Regions from separate parts of the Mus musculus genome. Here region 1 is linked to region 2. Evidence: chromatin contacts called from public promoter capture Hi-C data. All regions are on one chromosome and are shown on one strand. Each heading gives the region's core, a stretch centred on a gene start, on an enhancer-like site or on the middle of the called end of the contact. The rest is flanking DNA. Distances are from core to core; before and after follow the strand shown. Region 1 holds the start of Bmyc (brain expressed myelocytomatosis oncogene). Region 2 holds the start of Abca2 (ATP-binding cassette, sub-family A (ABC1), member 2).

Region 1 (5,538 bases), core at 2,959-5,458, 280 kb after region 2:
TGTGATGGGGTCCTCTTACAGAGCCCTTCTCACTCCCAGGCTTCTTTTTGTTTCTACAGATAAATGTGTTGAAAGTGACTAGGGTAAGTGCCCCTCACCCCCCATTGCCTATAGGACTGTGGAAAAGTCTAGAAGGCTGGGCTCTGGATAAGGGACCTCATCCTATCCACACAGACAAGTGTGGTCACTCAGGCTGTGGCCCTTTGTATAGTTCCCATGTTGTATAGGAATTCTGTTCTTCTTGTCATGGTTTCTCCTAGTCCCTGGACTCTACCTGCTTCTTCCTTTCGCTTTTCCCCAGGGAGGCTGAGACCTGGCTACTTATGGAAGTGGAGCAGGCCCCAGCTCCCAGCAGGGACCACACAGAAATATGGGAAAGAGGATCTCTGACCCATATCTACCCTGTGCCATCCCTGTCCATGCCTCCCCTGACTGCTGCTTCTGAAAAAAGCAAAGGGAGGGTGCTTATCTCTCCTTCTCTCTCTACCACAGCAGCTACCCAGGTCTGCAACAGCTGAGCCAGCCTTGCTTCCAACACCAAGCTGGGACATCCCTTCACCACACCTCTCCTGGACCAAACTTCCCACTGCTTCACCACCACCACCTCAGTACCTGCTCCCCTCTCCCCTGACTCCAAATAAATCTCTTTAGCAGTGCTCTGGCTCAGCATGTCTGTGAGGAGCTTTGTGTGGGCTCTAAGAGTTCTTTTGGGAGAGAGACATGGGAATAATTGCAGAGCTATTGCCGAACCAGTGCCCAAGGAGTATGGCATCTGGCTATCCTGCAGGGCTATGTAAGTGCCTAGGAGCTACCTGGCGAGCTACTTGCTGTCAGGTTGGACCCTGACAGGAGTGTCAAAGATGCTCTGGGGTGGCAAGACAATGAGAAGTCATCAGGGCTTCAGAGAGTATGAACGTTACTGCAGGGGCCCTGTTCCAACAAATTGCTTGAACACTGAGAGGAAGGCCCTGCTTTGAGGAGCTGAGCTCAGTGACAGGGGTAGCACAAGAGTGGCTAGTTTCTTCAACATCTCCCCCTCCACAATCCCCTGGGAAAGACAGAAGCAGCTACAGAATCCACCAGCCCTGTTCCCCATTCTAGCCCTCTCCCAGTTTGTCCAAGGATCAGGGTTTGGGCTTTCTCTGTCCAACAGGGACATGATGGGCCACAGTAAGGGAGCAGATGCCCCCTACCCCATATAATCAGTGACAGCTTCAAAGTGCAAAGCCCAGTGGAGGCTGGCTGTCCAGCTTGTCACCTTTTGTGAAGGGTTGTAGAGACTCAGGCTGGTGTCCTTCAGCTCGGTGAGCCTCCGCTCTAACTCCCACGTGACTCATCGTTCTTTCTGAATTCCTTTCCTATCTGGACCCAGTTCTTGCTGGGAGCTATTGGATGTTTTTAAGGTGGGGCCTGAGGTGTCCAGGACACTTGGAGGCAGGACCGGGCCAAGCCGGATCCTACATACCAGGTTCTCTTTTTGCTTCAGACAGGGACTACGCATGGCCTTTAACTGTGGGCCCCAGAACTGCCCCAAGTTCAAATACTTGATATTGTTCTCTGTTGCGATCAGAACATGAGGAAGACTTCTAAGTCCAGCCTCAATATGCAGAGTTGACACCACAGCACATGACAGTCCTCCACCCCGTTTCCTGCTCTCCGGGTCGGTACTGAGGATTCAGGCATGCTACCCTGGATTTGGCATGATAGCCCAGGAGCTAGGACTGTGCTCAGGAGGCATGAGCAGAATTCCAGCAGGACAGGAAGTGAAGAGGCGTCTTGCCTTTCTGCCAGCTACCCTGCAGGGGAGCCGTCTCTGAAACTCCTTGGGCTTAATTTCTGCTGGAAGGAGAGCTTCAGGAAAAGAGACCACTTCTTCCTTCTTGAACTCTGAACCCAGTCACTTCAAAGGCCTCACTGACCAACCAAGCATCTTCTGGCTTACTGAGGATTGTTTGCCCCTTCTGACCTTTTGCAGTTGGTCTGCTCACATGTTAGGGGCTGGGCAGAGAGCAAGATAGAGCCTAGGGCACTTAAAAATGTTGCTATTACACTACTTGTGTTTATGCAGTCTTGCACAAGCCTCGGCCTAGGTGTGGAGGTCCTGGCAGGGCTTTATAGAGGCAATTCTCTTTCCAATTTTACAAGGTCCTGGGGGTCGAGTCAAATGACCAGGCTGTGCATGGCCCGTGTTTGTACTCAGTCATGGACCAACACTGCTGGTACCCAGTCAGGTAAAGAATAAAACATTTCCAGTGTTCACAAGACAGTTGCTACTTAGTTTTAGCTGTATGTACTGTTTTGGTGGCTCCCAACTTACATCTCAAGATAGACATTAAAGGCTCCAGCCAAAATTTTTAAAAAATAACTCCTTGTTAAAATTAAAATCCTAGCACTTGGGAGGCACTCTGTTCACTGAGTTTTAGGCCAGCCTGCCCTGTACATCTGGGACAGTCACAGCTACAAAGTGGAACTGTCTTGGAAACACAAACAAACAAACAAACAAGCAAACAAATTAAAACTCTTTGGGGTAGAGAGATGCTCAATGGTAAAAGCGCTGGCTGCTCTTGCAGGGGTGCCAGGTTTTACTCCTAGCATCTACGTGGCCAGTCCTGGCATTGTCTGTAACTCCAGCCCCAGCTCATGTTCACACAGGCAAAAAAACAATGTGTATAAAATAAGACTAAATGAATCATTAAAAATATTTAAAAAATTAAAACTCCGAAGAGTTAAAAGTAAACACAAAATATTAAGTTACTATTTTTTAAAGTTGGTCTTCTTGAACATGTGGGTGCTGGAAACCAAACCGAGGTCCTCTGGAAGAGTAGCCAGGGCTCTCTACCAGCGAGCTATCCTTCAGCCCCACTCACTTAGAAGTTTAATACAGACCTCAAATATCTATAACAACATATTGTCCAGAAACCAGAAATGTTCTTGAAATCATTATTTTTCCTTTCTAAAAATTTGATATAAAATAAGGAAAGAAAAGAGAAAATAGGTTAGATCTTTTAATTTTTTTTAAAGAATTCTGTGTTATGGATTTTCTTGTTTGTTTGAGCCAAGTTCTCACTATGTAGACCAGGATATCCTGGAACTTACTATGTAGCCCAGCCATGGTAATCCTCCTGCCTCAGCCTTCCAATGTATGAGCTGCCTTGACTGCTTGGCATTATGTAATATTTAATCATAAAGTGTTTTAGAAGTTTAATTCATGCCTAAATTTAATGTGTAGCTCACACATATTTGTATCTACATTTTAGAAAATTTGCAGGAGCCATTCATAGATGCAAGCATCATATACTCATTACAGGTGTGTGGGATGATGCTGGAGATGGTCTCTGTAGTTAAGATCTCTCGCAGAGATCCAGAGGTCCTGGGCCTTAGTTCGCAGCACTCACACAGAGGCTCACACTGTCCTGACACAGTTCCAGGGGATCAGTCTTCCTCTTTGGGTCTCCATGGGGACTGGGCATGTAGGTGATGATGCACTTACATATATGCAGGCAAATCATTCATACACTTAAAATGATATAAATAAATAAAAAAAATAGTGTAGCTTTAAGAAAACCCTTGAAGACCCGAAGCAAGTATGCCACCACAGAGATCCTTGAACGCGGGTTTATTACGGACATTTCCACAATAGCTGTTCCGGAACCAAGGTGTCCATCGTCAGAGGAACGGACAATAAAGATGTGGTTCGTATGTGGAAGTGGAACATTTTCAGTCATAAATGAGAGCAAAGAGTGTCATTTGCAAGAAATGGATGGAATTGGAGAGTATCATATTAAATGAATTAAGTCAGTCTCAGAGAGACAAGATCTTTGCTTTTTTCATCCATGGGTTCTCGATTTCATAGGTACATGAAATCACACGTGTTACAAATGACATGAAAGTAGAAGAGTCACTGGGCGAACGAAGAGGACTGAGAGGTGGAGAGGTAGACACTAGCAGGAAATGAGTGAGAGTATGCGGAGAATAGGTTATCTGCGTCCACGAAAATGTATCCTGTGCACGTAGGATGCAGCGCCTATAGCCCCTCTCCGTAAGGTGGCGCGATACTTTGAGCGTGGCGTCTGGCGACGAGCTGACGCCTCCTCCCTCCGCTGCAGCCGGAGACCGAGCCTGGTGAAGGGACTGTCGGGATTGTCGGAAGTGAGGGTCTGGGAAGGGGAGTGGTTCGGGGCTGCTGCGCAGCGCGCCAGGTTTCCGCAGCAGCCCTGCACCCCTCCGGGTCGCCTCCAAACGCAACGCCGCGACCATGCCCCTCCACGTGAGCCTCGCTAACGGCAACCGCGACCTGGACTATGACTCGGTGCAGCCATACTTCATGTGCGACGATGAGGAGGAGGACGTGCACCACCAGCAGCCGCCGCAGCCGCCAGCGCCCAGCGAGGACATCTGGAAGAAATTCGAGCTGCTGCCCACGCCGCGCCCGTCCCCGGGCCACGCCGGGCTCTACTCGCCTCCCTGCGAAGCGGTCGCCGTGTCTTTCGCCCCCAGGGACCACGACGGTGATAGCTTCTCCATCGCAGACCTGCCCGAGCTGCCAGGAGGAGACGCGGTGAAGCAGAGCTTCGTCTGCGACCCGGATGACGAGACCTTCGTGAAGAACATCATCCTGCAGGACTGTATGTGGAATGGCTTCTCGGCCTCCGCCAAGCTGGTCTCCAAGCTGGACCCCTACCAGGCTGTGCGCAAAGAAGGCACCGGCGTGAGCCTGGCCGCCGACGTGGAGCCTGCTACGCCTCCAGACTGCACCTGCAACACCTGAGCGCACAGCACGGGGGGCTTTGGACTGTAAGCTTCAGCCATGTTAACTGCCTCAAATCCTGGGCGTAAGAGAACCCTCCCCTCCCTCTTTTCTTTTTTAAGCTTGCCACCCTTCCTCACTCCCCTTAACAGATTTGTATTTGTTTAAAAAAGGAATCTTAAAGTATATCAATTTTCCAACATCAGCTGGACCCTTAAGTGTAAATAACATCAATAAAAACGTCTTATCAGTTATACAAGATTTTAGGATATGAAATATAAAAAGGTATATTTTCCTTTCAAAAGCTGATTCTTTTTTATTGTTTAAAGAAAATCAAAGTAATTCGGAAATATGTTGAGCCCATGCTTAAAAAAAAAACAGCTTTATGAAACATAGCAAAATAAGGAACCGAGGAGCTACAGACAATACTACTGCTAAAAGTAGACTAAAAGTAAGAAAGGGGAACTTTATGTGACCAAAAAGGAAAAGAAAAAAGAAAGAGGAAAAGACAAAAGATGAGATAGATGCATAAACAAAGTTAGATAGACTGAGGGGTTTTAAACAATTGATATAATTTTAAAAATAAAATAAAGGTACTACTGAAGCATAGCAAAAAGGTGAATCAGGAGAGGCAGGAAAAAACAAACAAACAAACAAAAAAAACCTCCAGAGTACCGGTGCCTCGCCTCTCTGGCTCCTCTGTCTTTAGACACTGCTGGGTGTATGCGGGGAGGTGGTGTGGTGGTCACCTGAAGTGGAGACTGTCTCTTACAATTTAGGCTGTTGCTGAT
Region 2 (5,947 bases), core at 306-2,805:
GGGAAACCCAAACTGGCCTGCAGTCTTCAGACACAGTCCTCAGGACCACAGCTAGTGGCTCTCTGCTGCCCCCTGCCTGCCATATTGGAGAAAATAGTCCTGTGACAGTATCAATAGGCCCACATTCAAACACTTCTAAGGACCCACCAAAGGCCAGGCTCTAAGAGCAGAAAGATGCTAGGCTTACATGAATATGGAGTAGGTGGGGAGGTGGGTGGTGTTGGGGTAGCAAGTAAACCTCTTATATAAGGGACAACCTGTCTTCTCAGTCACCCCTGCTTTCCAGCCCCTTTTGTGCAGTCTGGCTAGAGCAGGGAGGCCTGATCTGGTAGTCACAATGGATGACTGTGGTAAATTTTCACAGTTGTGATGTCTCAGCATCATTTTGAATATAAACCTAACTTTCTCAGGTCAGAATTAGGGCTCTCTGACCTGTAGCAGTTTCCGGTTATGCACACCCAGCCCTTCACGTGGTGTGTCTAGCTCTTCATACCTGGTAAGCATTTCTGCTGCCCTGCCCGCTGGGCATCTGCCTCACCTGCATGGAAATCGCAGGTGGACTGCAGTGACCCCAGGCATATGCACCTTACGTGTTCTAAATTCAGTTAAAACTATGTAAGAAATGTGTTTGGATGATACCCTGGACCTCAAAACAGCTGTCTCCACCTGCAGAGAGAGAGAGAGAGAGAGAGAGAGAGAGAGAGAGAGAGTATTTTGGACAGGGTCTCATGTTGCGCAGGCTAGCTTTGAATTCTCTATATAACCAAGGATGACCTTGAATACTTCATCCCTTCTGCCTCTGCCTTTTTGATGCTGGGATTACACGTGCGTGGTTGCTCTCTATTATTTATTTTATTGAGATATGGTCTCTCTATGTAGACCAGTGTGGACTTGAACTCACAAAGATCTGCTTTTCTCTGCCTCCCTGAGCTGAGCGCTGGGTTAAAGGTAAATCTGCCATGACCTGCTGTTGCTCTGCATTTTGATAATCTAGGTAAACGCCATTTCATCAGCAGGTGGTGGCTCGTCTATGAGGAACACAGAATGCTTTTGTGAAGGTGGTCGAACTACCGCAGTCCCTCTCATCAGGCTCCTCTTTAAAATATCTAAGTCACATCGTGTTGTTGCACCTCAAGCCGCGATGGGATTCTCCTAACGGACCAATGTCTCTCCTCTAAATGAGTGACTGACCCTGCTTCCTGTCTCTACAAGTGAGGAGGGTCAATCTAATGGTGACCAAGCCTCCTTCAGTTTTCCAAACAGGACAGTAAACACCTTGGGTACCCCTCTGCGTAAATCTCTCAATTGGAGACTCATATTTGGAATCTCCTGGGAGAAGCATAGGGTACCTGCGTTCTCCCTAGACCTCGGAAAGGTGCGAGCCGGGATCTTGGTTTAGATGGGGGCTGTGAGGGATCTTGGAAACACTGCATTATGGGTCCAGTGAGCAGCGAGGCCTAGTGCTGTGCGCAGGTGCAGGCGGGCGCGGGCGCCCCCTGGCGGCTACCCGGGCGCAGAGACGCCTTTAAGTGGGGGCGACGGGCGCGGGCGCGACGAGTCTCTGTAGCTGCGGCCGCCGGGGCGGAGCCTGCGAGCAGCAGGTCCTGGACTCTCGAGCGCCCCGCCCCCGCGCGGGCGATGCCGAGCGGCGCGGCCGGCAGCGGGGCCCGGCGGGGCGCGCAGAGGACAGGGCCGCGGCGCTGAAGCGGCGGAGCGCGGCCCGGCCATGGGCTTCCTGCACCAGCTGCAGCTGCTGCTCTGGAAGAACGTGACGCTGAAGCGCCGGAGCCCGGTGAGCGAGCCGCGCCCGCCCTTAGGGGCTCGCAGGCCGCGCGCCCAATTTGCCGGTGCGCTCTCCGCGTGCACGTGCAGTGTCCAGGCGCGCGCAGACCCCGGGAGGGCGCCACCGGAGACCCTGTTCGGGGCCGGACGATTCCGCGGGCTTCCGGGCCTCCGGCAGTGGGTTCGGCTGTGCCCTGGTCCGCTGACACTCGCAGCGCACGGCTGAGTCACGGGCCGGCGCCCTCCGCAGCGCTTTCTGGCAGGCTGGGGTGGGGGCAGGTGGTCCCTGGACTTCAGCTAGAGCTAGGTGCAGGTTCCTGGTCCAGAGCGCTAGCTGGGACACACCATTCAGCTTAGGGACTCAGAGCCCTGGTCCCATCATCTCTGGGGCCCCCATAGGAACCTGTCTTTTCATTCCCTTTACTGGTACTCTGCCCTTGGGCAAGCACCTTAGGCTGAAGCTGGTACCAAACAGCCTTCGCCGCCGCTGCTACCGCCCTCCTCCTCTTCCTCCTCCTCCTCCTCTTCCTCCACCACTACCACCACCACCACCACCACCACCTTCTCCTCCCTTCATCTCCTTTCCTAACCCATCCTGGCAAGTCACAACCCTTACTCCTGCTTTCTCATCCCTGGGAATGTCCTTGTTGTGTGGACTCAACCTGTTAAATCCCAGCACCCTTTGGGGCCAGTTTCTCCTGAGGCTGCTCCTCTGATTTCTCCTGCCTTGGGCCTCTCTTGGGGCTGGGTTCTGCTGAGCTTCTTAGTACCTGTCTAGGCCAGGCAGGGTATAAAGAGTGTTGGGGTACGAGTCCTGTGTGAGGAGCAGGATGCCAGGCACGGATGGCGTTTGCAGTGTTGGTTTTCATCCCAGTCCCTGGAAGAGCAAGGGCATCCAGAGAGTCCTGGGCCAGCAAGAGTGTCCGAGGGCCCTTGGGATTTTCCAGGATGGAGACAAGAGAGTGCAGGACCTAAAAGAAGGGCCTTAACCAGCTCATACCCAGGGACCCCTTGGGCAGCAACACTCCACCTATGTTCTTTGAGTACTTTAGATTCATAATAAGAAACTCTGGTCTGTAGGCAGGGTGGGTAGCAGTCATCACCACAGCCTGGCAGAATTCCCGTGGGCACCTGGCCCTGGCTGATTGCCAGGACTGGGTACATTCTCTGTTCTGGTTGGCTGGTGTGGGGTCTGAAGGGGCAGCCCTGTGACTATAGCTTTTGAGTCCCTGGGAAGAAGGGACACAGAGTGTATGTAGGCATGCCTTAGTGCTAGCTAGCCCAAAGTTGCTTATCAGGAACACCCCTCAGGGCTTGGGAATAGAGGCCACAACATAGTTCCTGCCACAGCAAGTTGGGAGAAGAGTCCAGCTGTGTGACAGTCAGTTGGAGGTGCCCGTTGCCTTTTCCCTAGGACTGACCCCTGCCTGTTATGTGGATCTGTTGGGTTTTCCTGAATTCGCATGCTTCAACATTCCCAGAGACCAATTAGACCACAGAGGAGATCCATAACCTATGGCTGAGCTACCAGCAGTGGCTGTCTTCTTCCAGGAAGACAGTTTTTGCTGGTGTCAGGGGTGTGCCCATGCAAAGCTTGTGATCTGGAGGGGACCTCAGGACTTCTGCCCTGCTTGCTTCCTTCGCTCAAGTACTACCCTGCCTTGTTGTAGGGACATGGGTAGTACATGGGACATGGGTCCACCCTGGCACCCTTAGGAGGATCACCAGTATAGAGTAGTTGTGGTGGAAGCTAACATCACACGTGGGTATCACCTGCTACCCTCCCCATCCCCCATCACAGCGAGCACAAGGCTGCTCAGGCCCAGGGTGAGCATGGAGATATTGGGGCAGTGTGGAAGCACGGGACTTGTCTTGAGAGACAGAATCCCTAGGTCACTTGCGGTCACCTAGGTAAGACAGGTAGCGCTGGACCTGTGCTGTGAGCCTGTAACCAGATGCCCCTCTGTTGCCCTCCGCCTCCCAGCTAGGACTCTTTCTCCCAGCAGCTCATGCGCAGCCGTTGCTATAGTGATAGGGGAGCCAGCCTGGCCTGCGCTGCAGTTACTCGGGCAGAGGTGCCCAGGGCAGGGCAGATGTGCCTGTGGTCGGGTAAGTGTGGGTAGGGCTGTCTCTTGAGCTGTGACCCCTGCTACTCTGTATGCGTGAGACACCGTGTCCTGCAGCCCTGGGTGTACATACCACCTCCTCAACTGGCCCTGGACTCCATCCTGGCTGGAGAGGAGGTGGAGGCTGGCACAGGCTGAGGCGGGTGAGGGTATAGACAACACAGCAGGGTGTTCTGATCACAGAGAGCTATTGTCAGCACAGTGGGCACAACCAGGGACAAGCTGGGCACGGACCCACACCACTCCTGGGAGGGGCTTCAGAGTCTGCTTCAGATGGTGACGAGGGTGAAGGAGACCTGAGGCGGAAGAGCCATGGAGGAGGACGGCTTCTGCAGGGCTGACCCTCTCTTTCCTGGGATCTTAGAGGCAGGAGCTCCCAGTCTATTTCCTGGACTTCCTCCCTGAGCTGAGGTGGGGGCAGGAATTGGTAAAGCCCCTTTTTCTCCACATGGTATGGGAGGTGAGTCTGGCCTCCCTTGGCAGCCTGGCCCTGGGAGGTTAGGGCAGGACAAAAGGCTTCTTGCCACAAGGACTATGTTAGCCAGAGGCTCAGTGCCCTGGTCACCTGCTGGGCCTTGCTTATACCAGGCCTCACCTCTCTGAGTCAGCACAGAGTTACAAGGCTGCTGCGGCAGAGGAGGTGAGAGATGGCGTAGGGGCTCCAGGCACAAAGAGGCCACATGTGGCCAAGATTGTACCCGTTTGTCCTATTGGTTGGGTCAATGAATGGGTCACGGTTGACAACAAACTGGCTGACTTTTGACCTCTTCAGAGAGTAGGCGGTCCATGCTTTGACAGGCACAACCTAGGGGCCCCATTTAGTGGTACCACATAGCACTCACCGTCTTGGTATACTGGGAGGGACTACAATCTTGGGTGGACCTGAGAAACCTGTGCTGACCCTTCATGGCCACTGGGTGCTTGTGGGTAGGCTGGTCCTTCTAGGAGATCAGGAGGGCCTAGGCCAGCACATGTTTGTCATGTCCAGTCCTGGGCAGGCAGTGGACAGACTGCATGTGGCCTCATGTGGCCCACCCTTTCCAGTGGGTCCTGGCTTTTGAGATCTTCATCCCGCTTGTCCTCTTCTTCATCCTGTTGGGACTGCGGCAGAAGAAGCCCACCATCTCTGTGAAGGAAGGTGAGGTGCAGGCATAGCCCGGGCACGTGGGTGGGCAGGGAGGGAGCAGCGTCCTTTCTGTGCACGAGTCCGCCTGAGGTTCTCTGAGGCCACAGCCCCAAGTGCCTGCTCCCTATGTGATCCTAGCCACACATGGCTAGGTCATGGAGGTCATGGCTGGCCATGGTGCCCATGAATGATGGAGTTGCCTGTTTCTGGAGGGCCAGGCGTTCACCTCTGTTCTCCTCTGTTCTGTTTTGACCTGTCCCCCACCCCGCATGGTCTCTTGTCCTCCTCGGCCCGGCCTGCATGCAGTCTGTAAGTGAGCAGCCATCTCCTCCTTGCTGGCTCGGGTGGCAGCCACGGATGGCCTGGCAGGTCCTCCTGGTGCGGCTTAAGCACCCCTACTGCTTGCATTAACAGCCTTCTAGCAGCTGGGTCCTGTAGAAGCCACTGCCCGTGGTCAGGAAAGGCTGGCTTATGACTCAGGGTGGCGGGCTGTGATATGGGTGGTGGTGATCAGTGAAGGGCCAGGCCATCTGGGTCATAGCTGATATCCTGCTCAAGCCACTGGAGTAACTTCTTGGCAGGGTATCTGTGAGGTTGCCTGGCCGTGCTTTATAAGGGTGGGGTTCCTGGGCTGAGCCTGGGCTAGCCTGAGATGAGACTGGGATGGCCAGTGACTTTCCCTTCAGACTCCTTAGCTGTTGCACTTACTCTGCTAACCAGTTGGCCTGAGAGGTCAGAGGTCACTGCTAAGGGGGGTGCCTCCTGTGCTACCTCGGTCTCTGTTGGAAGGGGAGATAGTTGGGGCATTTGTGCACTGCACAGGCTAAGGAGTGATATGTTGGGTGTTACAGGAGAGGGGATGGCAGGTGGCCCTCTGACCTCTGACCTGCAGAGTCATTTGCCTTAGCACAGC

What was found. Promoter capture Hi-C pulls out the DNA fragments that hold promoters and counts their contacts.
Region 1: a promoter capture Hi-C map of embryonic stem cells shows a contact between it and region 2, with 10 read pairs. The contact joins the promoter of Bmyc here to the promoter of Abca2 in region 2. A contact is called at or near these places in 2 of 39 promoter capture datasets (embryonic stem cells and liver).

The regions. Positions count from the first base shown.
Region 1 is chr2:25,702,671-25,708,208 of GRCm38.p6, forward strand. It overlaps Bmyc (brain expressed myelocytomatosis oncogene), which reads left to right and starts at 4,209. Exons shown (of 1, transcript NM_023326.2): 1 at 4,209-5,051. The coding sequence starts at 4,256. The coding sequence ends at 4,768. Obp2a (odorant binding protein 2A) reads left to right here. Exons shown (of 7, transcript NM_153558.1): 6 at 60-83; 7 at 493-656. The coding sequence ends at 82.
Region 2 is chr2:25,427,044-25,432,990 of GRCm38.p6, forward strand. It overlaps Abca2 (ATP-binding cassette, sub-family A (ABC1), member 2), which reads left to right and starts at 1,556. Exons shown (of 49, transcript NM_001368624.1): 1 at 1,556-1,792; 2 at 4,953-5,046; 3 at 5,341-5,343. The coding sequence starts at 1,727.